Linked DNA regions of Rattus norvegicus: region 1 is linked to region 2. Evidence: chromatin contacts called from public HiChIP or PLAC-seq data. All regions are on one chromosome and are shown on one strand. The core of a region is the stretch at or near the end of the contact, and the rest is flanking DNA. Distances in the headings are between cores, read along the strand shown.

Evidence for each region. HiChIP or PLAC-seq counts read pairs in DNA pulled down with a chosen protein or histone mark.
Region 1: an H3K27ac HiChIP or PLAC-seq map of oligodendrocytes shows a contact between it and region 2, with 6 times the contacts expected there. The contact joins the promoter of Kat7 here to the promoter of Pdk2 in region 2. A contact is called at or near these places in 1 of 12 Hi-C or Micro-C datasets (frontal cortex) and 1 of 1 datasets of contacts at active chromatin or transcription factors (oligodendrocytes).

The regions. Positions count from the first base shown.
Region 1 is chr10:80,750,098-80,754,212 of GRCr8, forward strand. Kat7 (lysine acetyltransferase 7) reads right to left here and starts at 2,290. Exons shown (of 15, transcript NM_001415103.1): 1 at 2,121-2,290. The coding sequence starts at 2,135. LOC102546598 (a long non-coding RNA gene) reads left to right here and starts at 2,400. Exons shown (of 3, transcript XR_001840387.3): 1 at 2,400-2,540.
Region 2 is chr10:80,482,360-80,486,405 of GRCr8, forward strand. Pdk2 (pyruvate dehydrogenase kinase 2) reads right to left here and starts at 1,553. Exons shown (of 11, transcript NM_030872.2): 1 at 1,338-1,553. The coding sequence starts at 1,455. It overlaps LOC120095177 (a long non-coding RNA gene), which reads left to right. Exons shown (of 2, transcript XR_005490425.2): 1 at 1-33; 2 at 347-1,516.

The sequences.
Region 1 (4,115 bases), core at 1,040-3,539, 270 kb after region 2:
TTAATGTATATGAGTACACTGTGGCTGTCTTCAGACACACCAGAAGAGGGCATCAGATCCCATTACATGTGGTTGCTGGGATTTGAACTCAAAACCTCTGGAAGAGCAGACAGTGCTCTTAACCGCTGGCTGAGCCATCTCTCCAGCCCCTATAGATTACCTGTATCAATTAAGCACTTACACTTATCCTTTTCTACGCCAGAAAAAGAATATTTGCTGCAATCACAACCCCTCAACCTCAGTCCTAATATTCTTGGCAGAGGACAGGAGTGGGATGGATGCACTAAGGACTGAAGTCAGGGCTTCGTAGCACTAACCACGCCCACTGAGCTACAGCCTAGCTCCAGGTCCCAACCCTTTACTCTTTAAAGAATAAGTTGCCTCGGGCCAAGTATGTTTGGGAGTTACTAGATTCTTACAAAGAACACAACCGGTGAGTAACGCCCCACACTAAAAACATTAATTAATATTTCTACAGCAAACAGAAATTTAATGTCACACTAACATGAGACATAAAAAACCTAAATAACCTAAGGCTAGTTTAGGAAAGATTTGCATCCAACAAGTTACTAACATAGTTACATTTTGTTTTTGTTGTTATTTTTGAGATAGGATCTTGCTATTTAGCTCAGGCTGGTCTGGAATTTATTATATAGCCTAGGTTTGCCTTAAGCTCATGATGAGCCCCCACCCCCAGCCTCTAGGGGGCCAGGACTACAGATCTGTACCACTACATCCAGCAAGAACTTACATTTGTTTTCTTCTTTTTGAGACAGGACCTCCCAGGACATAGACCATATGTACCCCAAACTACAGAGATCCACCTCCCAAGTGTTGGAACTAAAGGCTTGTCCATTAACATCCAGTAAGTATTTCCATTTTCCATGTTGACATTTGGAAACTTGGAAAAGGAGACTAGACCGTTCCAACATACCAGTATGTCTCCTGCATTTGGTGTGCCTCAATATAAATAAACACTACCTGTCAACTCTGGTCATTGTAAGAGACATTAATGTAAATATTTAACTTGGAAAACTTCCACGAAGAGTGAGCTCTGCAGAAATACGAATACCAACCATCTATCCATCCAACTATTTCATTCAAAATCTGACCACAAGTAGAGGCACCAGAGCCACAGAATGTCACTAAAAGGCTAACTTTAAGGTACTCTCAGCCAAAGGCCTAGATACCTGTCCATTACCTCCTATCAATTCTGCCTTGCTCAACCCTGAAAGTCGGCTCTTTACTTTTATTTCCCAAACTGCTTACAGTGTATACAATTTCAAGCAGAGACTGTACTGCGCTTTCTATGGTTACTTCTCTGTGTTCTCCACTGAACGGCGAAAACCCTTTAAACCAGTCATCACATATAATCTTCGAATCTCTAGCAACTAGCATGTAGCACTGCTCTCTGCATTTTACAACTAAACATATGGGACAAATGTCATCCAGTTCACCAAACGTTTACTGACCAGGAAATGTCAAACTGAACAAATACGTGGAAGACGTTGTCTGAGATGCAACAGGCCTGCGAGCTATCCCTTGGGGATGGGCGCTGGCTAATCACCCATCCTCTGCTTTGTTGCACCCCCCACCTGGAAAGAAAAGTAGTCTTCCCAACTCGCCTTTACACCTATCGCCATCTCTATCCGGAAGGGCGGGGCGTCGGTCGACCCAATCCAGGCCTTGCTAAGCCGCACCCGCCACAAGAACAGACTGCGAAGCTGGGCCAATAAAGAGAAGAGAGAGCATTCGCCACAGCCAGTCGGAGAGTACCGGAGCCAGACACAGACACCGCCCACGCACGCGGGGAGGTGACCGTTGGGCCCAAACAGGCGGCGTCACCATCCAATCAATATGCTTCTAGGCGTTTCCGCGACCAATTAACAAGACCGCCTCCGATCAGGGAAAGCAGAGGGCGGGAATAGTTACAGGCATAGGCCGAGGCCAGGGTCGGGCCCACATTTTTCCGTCTGGTACCGAGAGGAGACAGGTTGGCTAGGCTAGGTTCGAGGGAACAGAAAGTTGGAACCCAACCACTGCGAGGCGTGGCCAACCGCGTCACATTGCTCAATCGACTCCCCTTAGAAGCCCGCCATCCCTTCTCTGCCATTTCTCACCTTCCTTCGCGGCATTGCCGGCGGCTGCAGCCCGACGGTCCCGATTCGGGCGGCGGCAGCACCAGCAGGAACGGGGGCTCCGGCGGGCTCCGTGGCGGCCTCTGTAACAGTTCCAAACGCTGCGGACGATCCCAAGTGCCTCCTGCCTCTCAGCGTCTAGAGCCTTCTGCGCAGGCGCCGCGGGCTGGAAGCGCCTTTTCCTTCACTTCCGGCTGAGGCTTGCGTCACCTGACCTTTAAGCCAGTGAGAATACAAGGAAGTTCGAAACTTGTACTGAGGCTAGTCAGCGCCATTTTGGAATTGGGCAGGAGACGACACCAATTGTGAAACCTTGGACTAGACATTTCTAGATAGGAATGCGGCATCCGTTGTGGAATTAGGTAGCCATGATTGTTTGGGGCAGAAGTCTGGCAGTTGAAGGTAATCGTTTTCATCTTTACGTTGGGCAAACTCCCTTCCTGGTCGTTTTAATTTGCAGCGTGGAAGGAGGAAAACCCCAGAATCCATCAGGTTGTCGAGCTTTAACCCTTTCATTTCCTAGTCGGTCAAAAGTCGTTTCCGTTTATCATGTGAACTTAGAGCTGGCTAGAGATATTTTTGCACAAGGAACTGTTGTAAGAGCTACTCTGTGTTCCGGAGTGGTGTGAATGGGGCTTGAATAAAGGATTGACAGGGTTATATCAGTCTGGAAGTGCAGTAGGGGACACATTGTCCTTATATTAAGAGAACAGCTAGTAAGTTACGTCCATGTTACAGGATGGTGCAGAGCCATTCTCCGAATGCCGTAGCTCCAAAGAATTCCCAATTTAGCTCTGCTGTGAAACGCCCCCGACTTATCAGTACTCTGGTTTGAGAGCTTCGGGTGGCCCGGAGAGGGGCCCAGGGCGTGATCTGAATATGAGGGTGCTGTCCCCATTCAGCCCTTGTAACCTCTGTAGTACAAATGCAGGAGCCAAGAATTGGGTGGAGAGAGAAATAGTATTTTGAAAGGCACTGGAAAGGGAGTGGGTATTTAAGTAATAATAAAAGGGCTTAAGAAGGAGAAATTAAGAGTGAAAGAAGAGCTGTACGAAAAGCTTGGAACCAGGCAGGGTGGTACATGCTTTGTGAAGCCGGCAGAACCAAATCTTGACCTTAAGGCCAACCTGGTCAACACAGCGAGTTCCCGGCTAGATCCTGTCTCGAAAAAGAGAGGTCTGTTAAGTGGTTACAGGCCTTGAAGTTAATTAACATCAGGGGACTTGAGAGAACCAAGGTGGACCAAGAGTGACTTGCTGGGATCAAGACAACCTTAGTTACCAAGATAGGATTCTGGTTCCAGATTTATTTGTCTGTGTGTGTGTCATGACCAGTGAATGCTCAGAGGACAACTTTGGAGAGTAGATTCCTAACTTCCACCTTCATGGGATCTCAGGGATCAAACTCAGGTCACCAGGCTTGTTGACAGATCAAGTGCTTTTATCCACTAAGTCACCACAGACCCCTATCAGAATTTCAATCTGAGGCTGGCTAACCTGGAGAGAAGCTTTGGGAACTGAATACAAACCTGATTCATATGCTAAACAGAGGACTCTTCAGAGTTAAAAGTTCCGGACGGCTTAGCCCACACTCCTTAGGAGGAAGAGGGAGGATAGCTTAAGCCATTGTTGATGCCTGTTGCATGCAGTATTTTGCTTTTACCTCCTCCCCTCCCCCCAAGCTGAGGACTGAACCCAGGGCCTTGCACTTGCTAGGCAGGCGCTCTGAGCTAAATCCCCAACCCCTTGCTTTTAGTTCTCAGTATAAATACCTTTTAACAATCTATTTGCATTGATTTGCACATTAAAAACTTGCTTGAAAATGGCTTAGATATTTTCTTTTGTATTATTTTAACGCTCCTGTGTTTAATTCCATGTTATCACTGTTCTTTTACACTTACAGATGTGTTCCCGGGGTTACTCTGGAAATGTTCTAACTCCCTTGCTAGTGATAACAGCCTCTTATATTTGAAGGACA
Region 2 (4,046 bases), core at 303-2,802:
TGGCCCAATTCACCCCACTTCCCATCTCTCTGGGTAGGCACTCATCCTAGGGGACTGGCCCAGGGCGCAGAGGTACCTACGAAAGCCTCCTCTCCTTGGGGTGCTAGGACTAGGTTCCCAAGACTGTAGGAATTCAGTATCAACCCTAAAGCAGGCCATCTGAGGAAACAGATGAATGCCAACATAGAATTGGCTATGTTAATGACCATCTGTGAGGCAAATGGGGACCTTGGTCCAGGGTCAAGATTAATAGGCAGTAGAGGAATGAGTAGTGTCAGTCTAGAGACGGGAGACCTAGGACCAAAACAAGGCCTTACTTCTGAGACTTACTGTGTGTCATCATCAGTTTTTCCCATACAGGCGGATCAGACTACTGCAAGCCCCTTCTAGCTGTGGCACTTTTCTGGGTCCTGGAGTGGGCCCTAGAGGATATCCTACACAAGCAACGCTCACAACGCTAACTGAACAGGGAGACACAAAGGCCCATCCTGGAAAACAGGTGCCCAAGTTTTGCCTGCCATTTCCCTGTCCTCCTGCCTGTGACACAGCCAACTCTTGAAAGACCTGGGCCCACTCCTGATCCCCAGCTGGCACCATGGGAATGCCATGTAGACAGACAGGGCCACACAATGTCTCTATCCACCACTTGGCACAACCCCAAAGCCACCTCAACCCTCAGAACAGAGTGGGTGATCTTCAGAAACGCAGGGATAGCCACGGGAGGGTGCAAGCCACCTGACTACCTCATGGTAAGTTGGGCTTTGCCCAGTTAGGAACTGCTGCCAGGGCAGAACAGATTTGATCTTCAAGTGTCCTTGCCCAGTGGGCAGCTGCAGTGGGTGGAGGATCACCAGTTGGGGAGCTCCTCTTGTTAGCACCTCCTACTCAAGGAGCCCCCTTCCCGCCAGCCTAGGCATTTCTCCCTTGCTCTGTTCAAAAGTACCCCACCCTTCGTGCACAGCACAGGTCTTCCGGATGACTGAATCTCTTTAGCATTCCCAGCACCATGTCCCCTGTTTACTCCTGGCCGCCCACTCTCAGTGGCCGAGATCCCCCACTAACTCTCTCATGCGGTCCTATACCTTCACTGCCTCTTACTCTCCACGATCCTTCGCAACGCTTTCTCCGCGCCCCCATTCTTAGTTAACTGTGAAGGGGCACTCTTAACTCTTTGTGGGCAGCCAAGCTTGCCTGGCTGTTTACCCATTCCTGTCCATACTCTTCCAAGCCAACCCTCCTGTCACCCAGGACCTCTTCCTCGGACGTTAACCTCTCATTGCCAGGGTCTCCTTCCCCGCGCCCACCGTCCCCGGTGCCCGCCTACGCCGACTCCGTACCGAAGTCTAGAAACTGCTTCATGGACAGCGGGGACGGGGAGAACTTGCTGAAGTGCTCGATGTACTTGGGCGCCCCTGCCAGGGACGCATTCTTCAACAGCGCCCGGAACCAGCGCATGGCGACGACGCCTGCGGCTCGGGCTTGGCTCCCGCTGCTGTCCCGGAGCTGGAGGTGCTGGCACCGGCCCTCCGCACGGCCAAGCACAGCCGGGAGACCAGCTTCGGCCGCCTCCTCCCTACCCTTGCCCTGGCGGTGCCTCCAACGTCTAGCCAATCGGCTTGTCCCGGCGCCTCGACGTCGCCAATGGTCGCGCACAAACAACTCCAGGAGAGCCAATAGCCTTGCGCTTCGACACGTGGCTCTCCTCGGGGCCCACCCCCTTAACCGTGAAGGTGCTGGAGACGGCCTGTTGTTTTCCTGGGTTATGCTAAAGTCCCGCCTCCTGTCGCCAACTACCATAGACCTCTTAGGGGCGAGTCCTGGGTTAACCCCTTCTTCCCCAGAGCCCCGCTAAGCACTTCGTTTGACCTACTCTTGCTTTTCCCTGGTTCATTCCCTGTCTCCTTTAACCCTCCCTTCCCTGCCTTGTCCCTTTCCTAAAGGCATCTGTTTGACCTGACAACCTGCTTACCTGTTCTGCCATAGGGGCTCATAGTGGTTTCTCACTCCTATGATGGACCCTGAATGAACACTTGTAAAATCTGGAACCAGGATGCAAGCTTATAATAAGCTATCCTATATGCGTGCAACCCGCTGACTTCCATAATATACTAGAGGCCCAGGAAAAGGTGGCGTTTTCTTTTTTCTTTTCTCTTCTTTTCTTTCCTTTTCTTTTTGTTCCTCGTGAAAAACATCCAAAAATTAGGGTGGGAGTGTAGTTCAGAGGGCGTGGCACCTGTTCAGTGAGCATGAAGCCCTGTATTGATCTTCGGTTCTTGAAAAACAACAACAAAAACAGCCGGAGCTAAACCCCTCAGGACTGGCAGAGGCGGAGGCATGAGCTAATTTTAGGAAGTTCCATTTCATTATTACCTAGTTCGTTTGACTGAGTATAAAACCTTGCGCGTCTTACACAACCACCTGAGAAGGCAACCTTCTGTGCACCTAGCCTAAGATGACAACTGTCTGTGCCTCTGGCTTCCTTATTTATTGCAAGTCCCCAGGAGCTAAGGCATCTTACAAGCTTGGGAGCCTAGCCCACTCTTTCTAGCAGGTCCCTGCCTCCTTCCTGCGAAATGTCATGCGCCCTCTTTTGGTAAAACTTGGTATGTTCCCCACTCTCTGGGCTTTCAAAGATTTCTTGGGTTTTTTTTTTTTTTTTTTTTTTTTTAACTATTGGTTATTCAGTGGTTTACCGGCCTTTACCACATCCCCGCGAAGCACAGGCAGGGTCAAGGCTTGGCTTAGTAGAGCCTGGTGCTGCTCTTGGAGGCTAAGGCAGGAGGAGTTCTGGGAGTTCTGTTCAAGGCCTGCCTGAGGTAATGTGAGTTCAAGTACAGCCTGAGTACTTTAATAAGCTCTTTTCTCAAAAAGGGAGAGGAGGTGGGGTTGGGCTGGTAGTAACTCAATGAATGTTTTCCTAGAATGTGCAAGACTATAGGTTTGATCCCCAATCACAACACACACACACACACACACACACACACACACTGCAAGTTATAACAGAATATAACTGTAACCACAAAACAAGAACTCACCATGGAAGGCATAATGCTGTGTGCTAGGCACTGTTTGCCTGGATTATTATATATTTTCCTCCCTCTTATAGACAGGAAAATAGAGTTGGCAAGCACTCTCTACTACAAACCTGACCTTGTTGGTTCCCTACTCAGAGCCTTAAAAAAAAAAATATTGGTATATCTTTAATCCCAGGCAGAGGTAGGAAGGTCTCAGAGTTCAAGGCCAGTCTGGTCTACAGAGTGAGTTCCAGGACAGCCAGGGCTACACAGAGAAACCCTGTCTTTAAAATAATAATAATAATAATAATAATAATAATAATAATAATAATAATAATAATAATAATAAATTTTTAAAAAGGAGCTACAATCTGTATGTACGTGTACCCGAGTGAGTCTTTGTATACCACAAGCATGCAGGTTAGAGGGCATCTGATTGCCTGGGATTGGAGTTATGGGTGGTTATGAGCTGCCTGATGGAGATGTTGAGAGCACAGCCCAGGTCCTATGCAAGAGTACACTAAGTACTCTTACCCGCTGAGTCAATTCTCCAGGTCCACCTTTCCACCTCTTGCTGGAGCCTTTCCAGTTGTCCCAGTATCCGCTTTGGCTCCATTCCTTAGCGTCATCTTTCCACATTCCCATGCTCCAACGCCATGTACCTGCCGCCCTGCCCCCCCCCTCTAATCTTTAACCCACTGACAATGCTATCTCTTTTTACTTGGAGAGTTGTGGGGGCGGGGGCCTCTGACTCATTCTTCTCAACCCCCCTGTACCTATTCTTCTGGTCTTGGCTGTTTAGTCATCTTCTCCTTCAGGAAAGCTTTGCTGAGCTCCTGTGCTGGGCTGGGCTCCCTGCCTGCCTCTCCTGATCTTAGGAAGGCCTGAGAGCTTCTCACGGAGTAGGCTAAGTGCTGGTTCGTGGATCTTCCCCACTGGACTTTAGCTTAAGGAGGACACAGGTTGTGTCTGACCTGGTCATTGCTTTATCTACAGTACTGGGCACAGAGCCTGACGTGTGGTAGAGTAGGC